Linked DNA regions of Ovis aries: all the other regions are linked to region 2. The links are chromatin contacts, called in public Hi-C maps. All regions are on one chromosome and are shown on one strand. The core of a region is the stretch at or near the end of the contact, and the rest is flanking DNA. Distances in the headings are between cores, read along the strand shown.

Region 1 (3,134 bases), core at 517-3,016, 57 kb after region 2:
CTGCATGTCTGAGGTTATTGATATTTCTCCTGGCAATCTTGATTCCAGCTTGTGCTTCTCCCAGCCCAGTGTTTCTCTGATGTACTCTGCATATAAGTTAAATAAGGAAGCTGATAATGGCTTGCATTTTGATATTTGCTTTTAAAAACAAACTCTTTTTGTTCTTATATTTGATAAAAGAGTTTTAAGTTGTGGATCGTTACCATATATTAGCATCTACAAAGCTTATCTTTCTTATTTTGTTTCTCTTCTTTCTTCCTGTAACTGTAAATTTTGTTTCTACTGACCTTCCCTTAGGGCCATAAAGAGGAGAATCTACTTCATGTTGGGCTTGGCCAAGCTGTGATAGGAAGGAAATGTGCTCTGATGAGAACCAGTCTGTCTCTCTCTCTCTTTAAAAAATTCTCCTTCGCTGACAGGAAGGAATTGGGAGGGACATAGTTTCCCTCAGGTATTTAGGCAAGCATGCTGTTACTTAATAGTTCTTGGTGTATATGTAGAAGAAGTGTAATTTCTCCTTGAACAAGATAGTATGAGAATAAAGTGACTTTTGAGAATGTGACATGATTGAACATGGAGTATTATTGACTGCTTTATATTAATTTTTATTTCTTACTCAGCATTATTGTTATTCTACTCTAAAGGTAATTTAACAAATGAAGTTATTAACCATACATTTAAATGCTTTAACTAGGCTTACCTTTTTTTTTTTTGAGATTTTTGAGGTATTGTTATTAGTTAATATTATTTAATTATTTAATATTAGTTTTTAAGTGGAAGACAGTTGGAAAGAGATTGTCCTTGAATGGTTGAAGAGAACAAAGTTAGAACCAGAAATACTTAAGATTTTGTAAATAATTAGATATTTAAAGTATATTGATTAAAGGTGTTCAAGAAAATTAAGGTGACTTATGTCAAAATATGCCTTTATAGTGATGAAGGCACAGAAAGGACTAAGGACACACCTAGAGAAACTTTTATGTCCTTTAAAAAAAGGGTAGTGGTATCCTGAGACTATAGCAGATGTGATAGTAATTAACAAAAGACAGTGAAAAAACTAATATAGAGCAAGGAGAAAAAATCCCACTTTTACATACAACTTCACATAAATTTCAAAGGCTTTATTAGGTACAGTTTTTTGTTATTAATACTCCTGGGAAACCTTCCATACTATTTTCTGATATTATTGAGACAGTTTTAGCTGTCTCAAGATTGTATCTTTTTAACTGTCTCGAGACTGTATTATTGAGACTGTTATCTATTTAAGTTCTAGGCTATCATTGTATTATATTACAATTATTGCTGTCTATTCCAAAGTACTTGGAAACATTCTGTTTTAAGGTAGTGACCTATAGTTAGCCTGTATAATGATGTAAATCCTGCTTTTGCCTTGGGTGGACAGCCTTCTGAATCCTGTTTTGGTAACTTAAATGTTCCATATAACTAATGAGTTTGTTTCACAGTGATTGTGCTGATGGAGATATTGTTTGAAGGTTAAGAAAGAAAAGGATAAAACAAAGGAAAGAATGAATACATGATGAAAAATAGAAAAAGAGTACAGATGAACATAGTTCCAGGGTGGAAATAGAGATTCAGACAAACAGAACAAACAGACAAACAGAACCTCTTCAGAGAAGAGTTAGGAAAGGGGAGGGTGGGATGAACTGGGAGATTAGGTTTGACAGAAATACACTAACACGTGTGAAACAGATGGCTAGTGGGAACCTGCAGGGCAGCACAGGGAGCTCAGCCTAGTGCTCTAGGATGACCTCGATGGGTGGGTTGGGGGTGGAGGATCCAAGGGAGCCCCAAGAGGGAGGGGATATAGATATACATACTGCTGATTCACTTTGTTGTACAGCAGAAACTAACGCAACATTGTAAAGTAATTCTACTCCAATTAAAAAAGAATGAATACATGAATATATTTTCAACTACTGAAAAAAATATGCTTTAAATATGTGCTTTAAAACTTCTTCCAAAATAAATCTGAATAGTAAGGTCCTATTTGTGGCCATCACAATATCCTTGTTTTATAGTTCAGTTAGCGTTCAGGGAAAAAATGTTTTGGCAAGAGAAAAGCCTTAGGAAAACTTTCTATTGCCTGGGTGTGGGCCAAGTCACGTGGATGGGGTGTGGGGAGTTTCAGTGTTGCAGAACCAGGAAGTTCACTGAAAATTATCCTGCTGTGTTAACAAACTAACGAAAGAGAACACGGGATTTTTTTTTTCAAAATGAATTGGCTAAAGGTGCTTAAAGATTTTTTCAGTAAGTTAATCTGTTTATTATATCTATGGCTTTCTTGTTTTTAAATTAGAATTTTCAGTTTGTGAATTTAAAGGAAAACTGTAAGGAGAGAACGGGGTGGGTTTATATAGGCTGGTGCTTTATGTTTGTGCAGCATAAGCTAAGTGATTGGCAGTACATCAGATATTAATAGCTTTGACTTGATAGGTAAAATAATTTCAAATTTTTTAATATCAATATTTAAATAAATAGAAAAAGTATAAATGATTTGACTTTGATGTAGTTAGTTCTCTGAACTTAGCATAGACATTTGAAATGAACTAAATAAATTGTAAACATATTAGGAGGAGAAAAAGGATTTAAGTGAGCAAATTCCTTCATCCTCAGCATTTGAAGTAACATGATACTGTTACTGCTTTTTACTTAGACTTTAGAGGACTGATGTAGAAGATAATGCTTAATGAAGGCACCAGTATAGAGGGTATTTTAATTAAATCACTGTCAGAGTGCTAGAAATTGCTGTTTCGGTTAATGTGAGGTTTGATAGTTTGAAATGAATTGTGAGAGCAGCTGCATACAAAGAATTTGAAAACATAGAAAGTAGTGAACTCTTGGATTGCTTTGAGTCGAGGTTTTAAAATGATTCTGATACTAACAAAGAACCTAAATTGTAGATCTGCTGATAGCCTCTTTTTACTCTTATGATAGTGAACTTGATTTGATCTCTTTGAACAGTTGCTCAGTGATTCTAGAAAAATGAACACAGAGATATTGTTGTAGAACTATCTTATGTGTAAGGAGTCTAAGGAAACAGAGTAACCTGTCAGGAGATTTTGGGGCAAAGAGCAAAATGGAAAGGGATGAAGCACTTCATCGGCAAAAAAGCT
Region 2 (3,295 bases), core at 401-2,900:
CACACTGGGGGGTCAGAGCATCAACACAGGAATTTTGAGAGGGGACACAATTCAGTCCATAGCAGCCATGATAAAATATACAAAGGTATTTAGATCCTTAGAATAAATCCAAAATCCACTTACATTATTAACTTTAGATCCTAATTACAGGATACAGATGGAGTTGCTGCCCAGATTTTCCTGGTCCACTTGCCCTCTCAACTTGAGGCCAGGAAGGGGCCACAGGTGATTTATGCTTGACCGTGTGATCATATATATGGCAAGTGAACCATATTCCTCTATTAGGATACAAATGAATAATTCTGAAGTTAAATACAGAAAAGCATAAATGAATGAAATTGGGGATTGAAGCTGTACTAATGCCTTAAACAATACTTACTGATGATCTACCATGTGCTAGAATCTGCCTGCAAAGTGGGAGACTTGGGTTCGATCCCTGGGTCCAAGATCCCCTGGAGAAGGAAATGGTAACCCACCCCAGTATTCTTGCCTGGACAATTCCATGTGTTACAGTCCATGGGGTCGCAAAGCGTCAGACAGGACTAAGTGCCTAACACTACCATGTGCTAGGTACTGGGGAAAAACAGTACTGACTGACATGATTTCTGATTTGAAATCATGTAGGGGTAGGGAGGTCTCCCCAGGTGGTAAAGAATCCCCTTGCCAGTGCAGGAGACGCTGGTTGTATCCCTAGGAAATGGCAAAAAGCTCCAGGATTCTTGCCTGGCAAATTCCATGGAGAGAGGAACCTGGTGGGCTTCAGATCCATGGAGTCGCAAAAAGTCTGGCTCTTTCAGCAGCTGGATGGGGAAAACACCTGTGCACTTACCAGGCTTCCCTGGGCGGCAAACGCCTACGCAGAGCCACAGAGATGGCTGGGGAGGAAGAGGCAGGTGATGGGGTCTGAGGCTCCGGCGTGGGGAGAACCAACTTACTGATGGCAGGTGTCTGGGGCTGGGCAGCTAAGAAAGAACAGACCTGTCACCGAAAGTCACTGTCCTCACAGCAAGGCTACGGCAACCAAGAATGGAAGCTATCCACGCACCAGGGCGCTTCGAAGGCCCTCAGACTCAGCTTATTTTGGTTTGCGGTTCAAGTTAAGGACACGTCTTACATTTTTCTCTCAGGACTCTACGTTCAGGCCTTTTTGTTTGCTTCTCATTTTCGCTCCCGTCCCTAAGAACTTTCCGCTGGTAAGACCTTCTTCAGGTGCAGAAACCAGAAGGAAGCTCCCAGAGCAGTCGGGGCTTAACTCGGAAAGCAGTCAGTTCTGTTGTGGAATCTCCTGTGGCGCTGAGGAGGAAGGCCCCAGAATAATCAGCCAGAGACACAGAAGCAACAAAACCCAGAAACTGGCAGGGCGCTTCTGTCTCTCTCACTCCCTCTCCACCGAGCAGCCTCAGCTCCACACCTAGCACAGCAATTGATTGACAGGAGGGCTCGCCCAATCCCAGAGCGGCGAAGACCGCCCTCGCGTCAGTGATAGGAGGGAAGGGGAAGACTGAACCTATCAGATTGGGCAGGGAGGGGGGGTTTCCTGTCTGCGCGGGTCCGCCCAGGGCCTCGCGACCGGTCGGCGCTGCAGCCCCGCCCTCCCGCCGCGCACGCCCCGCCTCTCTCCCCAGAGCTACGCGGCGGCAGAGCGGAGGCCTCGTGCCGTAACGGCCATCGCGGCGGCCGTGGCGGCGTCCCTGCCCTCCTCAAGTGAGCTGGCGCCGCCCGGGCTTGGCAGAGGGGAGGTGAGACGGTCCTGCCGGCAGGCAGACGCACAGACAGCCTTTTTCTCGTCTGGGGAATCTACATAGCCCGTTACTTGCCGCGGAGCTTCCTCTTCCCTGCTGAAGTTAGCTCCCGGGGCGCCGTCTGCCGGCTCGGAGCGAAGCCGGAGGGGGCGGGGAGGCCGCTTGGTCGGGCCTGGGCTTTTTGCCTCGCGGCTTCGCGCGACCCTCCGGCCACTGCCCTGGGAGGCGCAGCCCTACGACCTTCCTGTCCCTCCCTGGAGCGTCGGGTCCGGGTGAGCGCTGCGGCCGGCCGTCCCTGGAGGCTGAGAGGTCGAGTGTGTGGCGTGCACCCTCCTCCTTTTCTTTACCTCTCAAAGTCCTGACGGCTTTGTGGCGCATTCCGAGGCCGCGGTGGTGGTGGAGAGGGGCGCTTACCTCTAGGAGTGGGAGGGAGCCGTTCAGGGTGCGGAGGATGGACATCCTCGGGATGCGCCTCCCGCCCCTCCCCCCACCCAGCCCCCTGCAGTTTCCCTTGTTGGGAAATCTGGGTTATTATAATATCATGGATTCGTACGTGAGTTACTTGGGCTGTAAGCTTTTGACTTGAGTTGTAATATATCCGGGGGGAAAAATGTATCTTGGTAGTTGGTTTTGTAACCTTTCCTGTGTGTGTCCATAAAAGTTTGCTATTAGAAGCTCGGGAAGCTGAATTTTGTGCCGGACTGAGAACCCTTACTTTACAGACGCCCAGTTTAGTGTCACACTAATGAACTAGTCACTTAAAAATAATTCTGCCCGTTAACTTTGGCAAGAAACCAGGGGAGTTAGGAAAGGATGAGTTGAAGAAATTTCTATCCCCATCTTGGGTGGTGAGCAAAAAAAAGCTCACTGTTCAGTCAGGACAAGTAAATGTTGCAAGAGGTATTCATTTTTAAAAATCTTACTTTGGTAGATGTAAGAAAGACCAACCATACAGTTTATTAAGCAGATGGAAAGTGCTGTGTCTCAACCCTCAGGGAGTTTACAGAGTAAATGGGGAATTATCCAAGAAGAAGGTTCTGTTTGGTAATTGTCAGTAATATTCAGTTCTTAAATAGATATCCCTCATAGTTTGATAGAAACTCGAGATCTGTGCTTTGGTTGATTAATAGTTTTATTTCATTTTTATTGCAAACTTTACGATTTTCTTCTTTGGAAAATTCTGAACAGTTTGCAGAATGTTCAGGATTTCTCAGCTGTGCTTGTTCATATATTAAATTTTAAACTTGTTTGTTCTGTTTTTCTAAATATTTAGTCTAGATTTTACTAGTGCTTTCAGGTCCTTGAAAATAAAACATGAAACATAACAGGGTACGTTTTGTTAGATATTGAGATATGTTTTAGGCCACTGGATTTTTTGCACCTTTGAGAACTTCCCTGCCAAAACTCAAGGTAGATTTGATGCAAATGTTATAAATCACTTGTCAGGAAGACTTAATAAATCCATATCCTGTCTATTTTATTCTTTTATAGTTTAACAATTTTTACAATTTATTTACCTTTGTAATATGGAAAAATACCAGATATTTTTCTGC
Region 3 (2,986 bases), core at 325-2,824, 37 kb after region 2:
TCTCTCAAGCTTGGCTGAAGAGTTAGAGAATCTATAGACAGTCCTCATTTCTTCTACATTGCAGCGCACATACCAATGTGGAGGAAGTTTAGAGATAACTGTAAAAAAGACATAAATCAGCTGTTTTGCTGTCATAGTCAAATAAAACTGGTCTCTTTCTACTCCTTTTTTGTTTTTTGAGGGTGGAGTCACCTAGTTCAGCTCCATTCTTCTTGGAAAAAGAACATGTTTCTTTTTGAGAGTCCTTTCCCCCAGCAGTTAGGGGTTAGAGGCAGACAAGGCTGAGTAAAATGCCTCCTTCCATGTCTCAGGAAGATAGTTTGTATTTACCAGCACCTCCAGGATGGATGACTCATGGAGTAGAAAAGCTCTCCTCCAACTATTAGTGGTTTCCTTTTTCGCATTACCCTGTGTGAGGAGAATGAAGTCAGAATGTAGAGCCTCTCTCTTAGAACTTGTTACGCTGCTCTTCTGGATCTGTCCTGTTTTAACCTGATACCAAGCTTGCCTTCTTAGGACCATTATATTTTTTGTTTTTTAGGCCTTTGAAATTCAAGGCAGGCCATATGTTTTTATATCACATTTTAAAATTGCTGTGTTCTGGCAGCTCAGAGTTTATAAAGTGAAAAGAGAGGCTAAGTTACCATGGAAACCCAAATAAATATGTAAACAGTAGCAACACACTGGACCTAATTTATGCATGCAGTTGGCATAGTTTGTGATTCTGATCGGAAGTGACATGTGTTTAAGATAAGTCAGCATTATAGGTAAAATAATAGTAACAAGAAGTAAAACTTTTCCCACTAGTCTGTAAGCTCTTCCAGGACAGCTTTAGTTTTGTAGCTCAACACACGGTAGGACCTTGAAAACAAACAAACAAACCTGGTAAATATTTACAAGTGAAAGCTTGGTAAAACCAGTGATTTGGTTGTTTATAAGCACCACATAGTGTTCAGTGTTAGCTATCATTAGCCTATTGCAAAGTGTTTATATGTACATGTACAGGCACACATACACACAGAATTGTTAAATCTGAAAGTATCTATACTTGCTAATGTTAGAGTTTCCTTAATCCTTGTCTAGCTTTTTGTATTCTTGTTTTTTCATTTTTCTTCCATCTGAAGTCTTCTTATACTACTATTCTCTCTTTTAAATTTAATACTTTTTTTTCCCAGTCAGTTCGGATGCCTTTCATTCTTGTATGTGACCCTTTCAGTTTGTTTTTAACAGAAAGGTACTTTTTCGCTTGTGAACTGAAAATTTCAGAGATAGATTCTAGACAGAAGAATGATTAAGTTTAGAGGCTAAAAAAATAATCTTTTTTTGCCTCTCAGCTTCATTGCCAGGTTCCACGTGGTGATGGTTGCTCTGAATATACATGTTCTCAGGTTTTAGTCTGTTGGGAAAAGGGTATCATCCCAGTAACCCCTCTAGACATACTGGGAGTCTTTCAGGATGAGCACATTGAAGTTAGTTATTTGGGGATTTCCCCTTCTTCATTGTTTACTGAGAAATCTGTAGCCCAACCTAACTTCCGGAGCTAGTCACTTGGGTATTGTCACTCTGCTGATTTTTATCAGAAACAGGAAGTTGTCAGGTTATGTACTAAAGTACACTAGATTTCTAAAATTGCATTTGTATTAGCATGGGAGATTTCCCTTTTGAATCGCTAGCTGGTTCTTTACTTTTTCCTTGGAATATAATAACTGGCTTCCCCCAAATGGTCATATTTATCATGATCTATATACATAGCAAGAAGCTTCCCAGGTGGCGCTAGTGGTAAAGAATCTGCCTGCCTGTGCTGAAGACGAAAGAGACACGGGTTCAGTCCCTAGGTCCAGAAGACTCCCTGGAGGAGGGCCCGGCAACCCACTCCAGTATTCTTGCCTGTAGAATCTCATGGACAGAGGAGCCTGGCGGGCCACAGTCCATGGGGTTGCAAAGATTGAATGTGACTGAAGTGACTGAGCACTCAAACATAGGTAGCAAACATGACCCTCTCTCATTCTGTCCCTATCCTGCACAGTATGAAGATGATTGTTAACATGACTTAATGTTATCACTATGTATGGGTGTGAGAGTTGCTGTGAAGAAAGGTGAGCGCCGAAGAATTGATGCTTTTGAACTGTGGTGTTGGAGAAGACTCTTGAGAGTCCCTTGGACTACAAGGAGATCCAACCAGTCCATTCTGAAGGAGATCAGCCCTGGGATTTCTTTGGAAGGAATGATGCTAAAGCTGAAACTCCAATACTCTGGCCACCTCATGTGAAGAGTTGAGTCATTGGAAAGACTTTGATGCTGGGAGGGATTGGGGGCAGGAGGAGAAGGGGACGACAGAGGATGAGATGGCTGGATGGCATCACCAACTTGATGGACATGAGTTTGGGTGAATTCCGGGAGTTGGTGATGGACAGGGAGGCCTGGCGCGCTGCGATTCATGGGGTTGCAGAATCGGACACAAATGAGTGACTGAACTGAACTGAATGAATTTATAAAAGTAGGTTGGGAAGAACTTATTTTTAGGTGTTTGGCTTGATGTTATTCCCACATTTAGATAAGCAGTTCTCTAAAGGGGCTTCCCTGGTGGCTCAGTGGGAAGAATCCAGAGGAGCCTTATGGGCTACAGTCTATGGGGTCGCAATGACTTAGCAATTGAACAACAGTAACAACAACAACAATGTTCCTAAAGTGGACCTTTTAGGGAGTTCATAAGGCCCAAACTGTTTTCATTAGACTGAGATGTTCAGTTTCTGTTTCCACTCTGAAATTACTAGAGACTGCTTGAAGTGCAGTGTTACAAAGATGTCAGCATTTGGAAGATCTGCAAAACTTGGTGAATGTATATTGAGTGATGATACAATACCATATATGAGTAAAAATAGTTACATTTAAGGCCAACTAATGAATGTTTTCTGCTGTATATTTATTTTAGTTTATGTACAGTAGGATTCACACTTTGGGGTATAAATGAGATTTGACACATACC

What was found. Hi-C and Micro-C count contacts between places; a contact is called where the count stands out from the background.
Region 1: a Hi-C map of tail adipose tissue shows a contact between it and region 2, with 2.6 times the contacts expected there. The contact joins the enhancer-like site here to the promoter of NCK1 in region 2. A contact is called at or near these places in 2 of 16 Hi-C or Micro-C datasets (blood and tail adipose tissue).
Region 3: a Hi-C map of blood shows a contact between it and region 2, with 1.6 times the contacts expected there. The contact joins the enhancer-like site here to the promoter of NCK1 in region 2. A contact is called at or near these places in 2 of 16 Hi-C or Micro-C datasets (blood and skin fibroblasts).

What each region holds. Positions count from the first base shown.
Region 1 is chr1:252,889,498-252,892,631 of ARS-UI_Ramb_v3.0, reverse strand. The region is part of intron 2 of NCK1 (NCK adaptor protein 1); the gene reads left to right. Among named protein-coding and RNA genes, the nearest start is that of IL20RB, 24 kb to the right of the region's middle. Within about 2 kb of position 1,766, at least 10 of the 54 cell types and tissues checked have an H3K27ac peak or open chromatin away from gene starts, as enhancers often do. A contact at or near this core is called in tail adipose tissue, where this site is marked.
Region 2 is chr1:252,946,247-252,949,541 of ARS-UI_Ramb_v3.0, reverse strand. NCK1 (NCK adaptor protein 1) reads left to right here and starts at 1,650. Exons shown (of 4, transcript NM_001166199.1): 1 at 1,650-1,739. It overlaps LOC121817339 (a long non-coding RNA gene), which reads right to left and starts at 1,425. Exons shown (of 3, transcript XR_006057174.2): 1 at 830-1,425; 2 at 124-278.
Region 3 is chr1:252,909,144-252,912,129 of ARS-UI_Ramb_v3.0, reverse strand. The region is part of intron 1 of NCK1 (NCK adaptor protein 1); the gene reads left to right. Among named protein-coding and RNA genes, the nearest start is that of NCK1, 37 kb to the left of the region's middle. Within about 2 kb of position 1,574, at least 26 of the 54 cell types and tissues checked have an H3K27ac peak or open chromatin away from gene starts, as enhancers often do.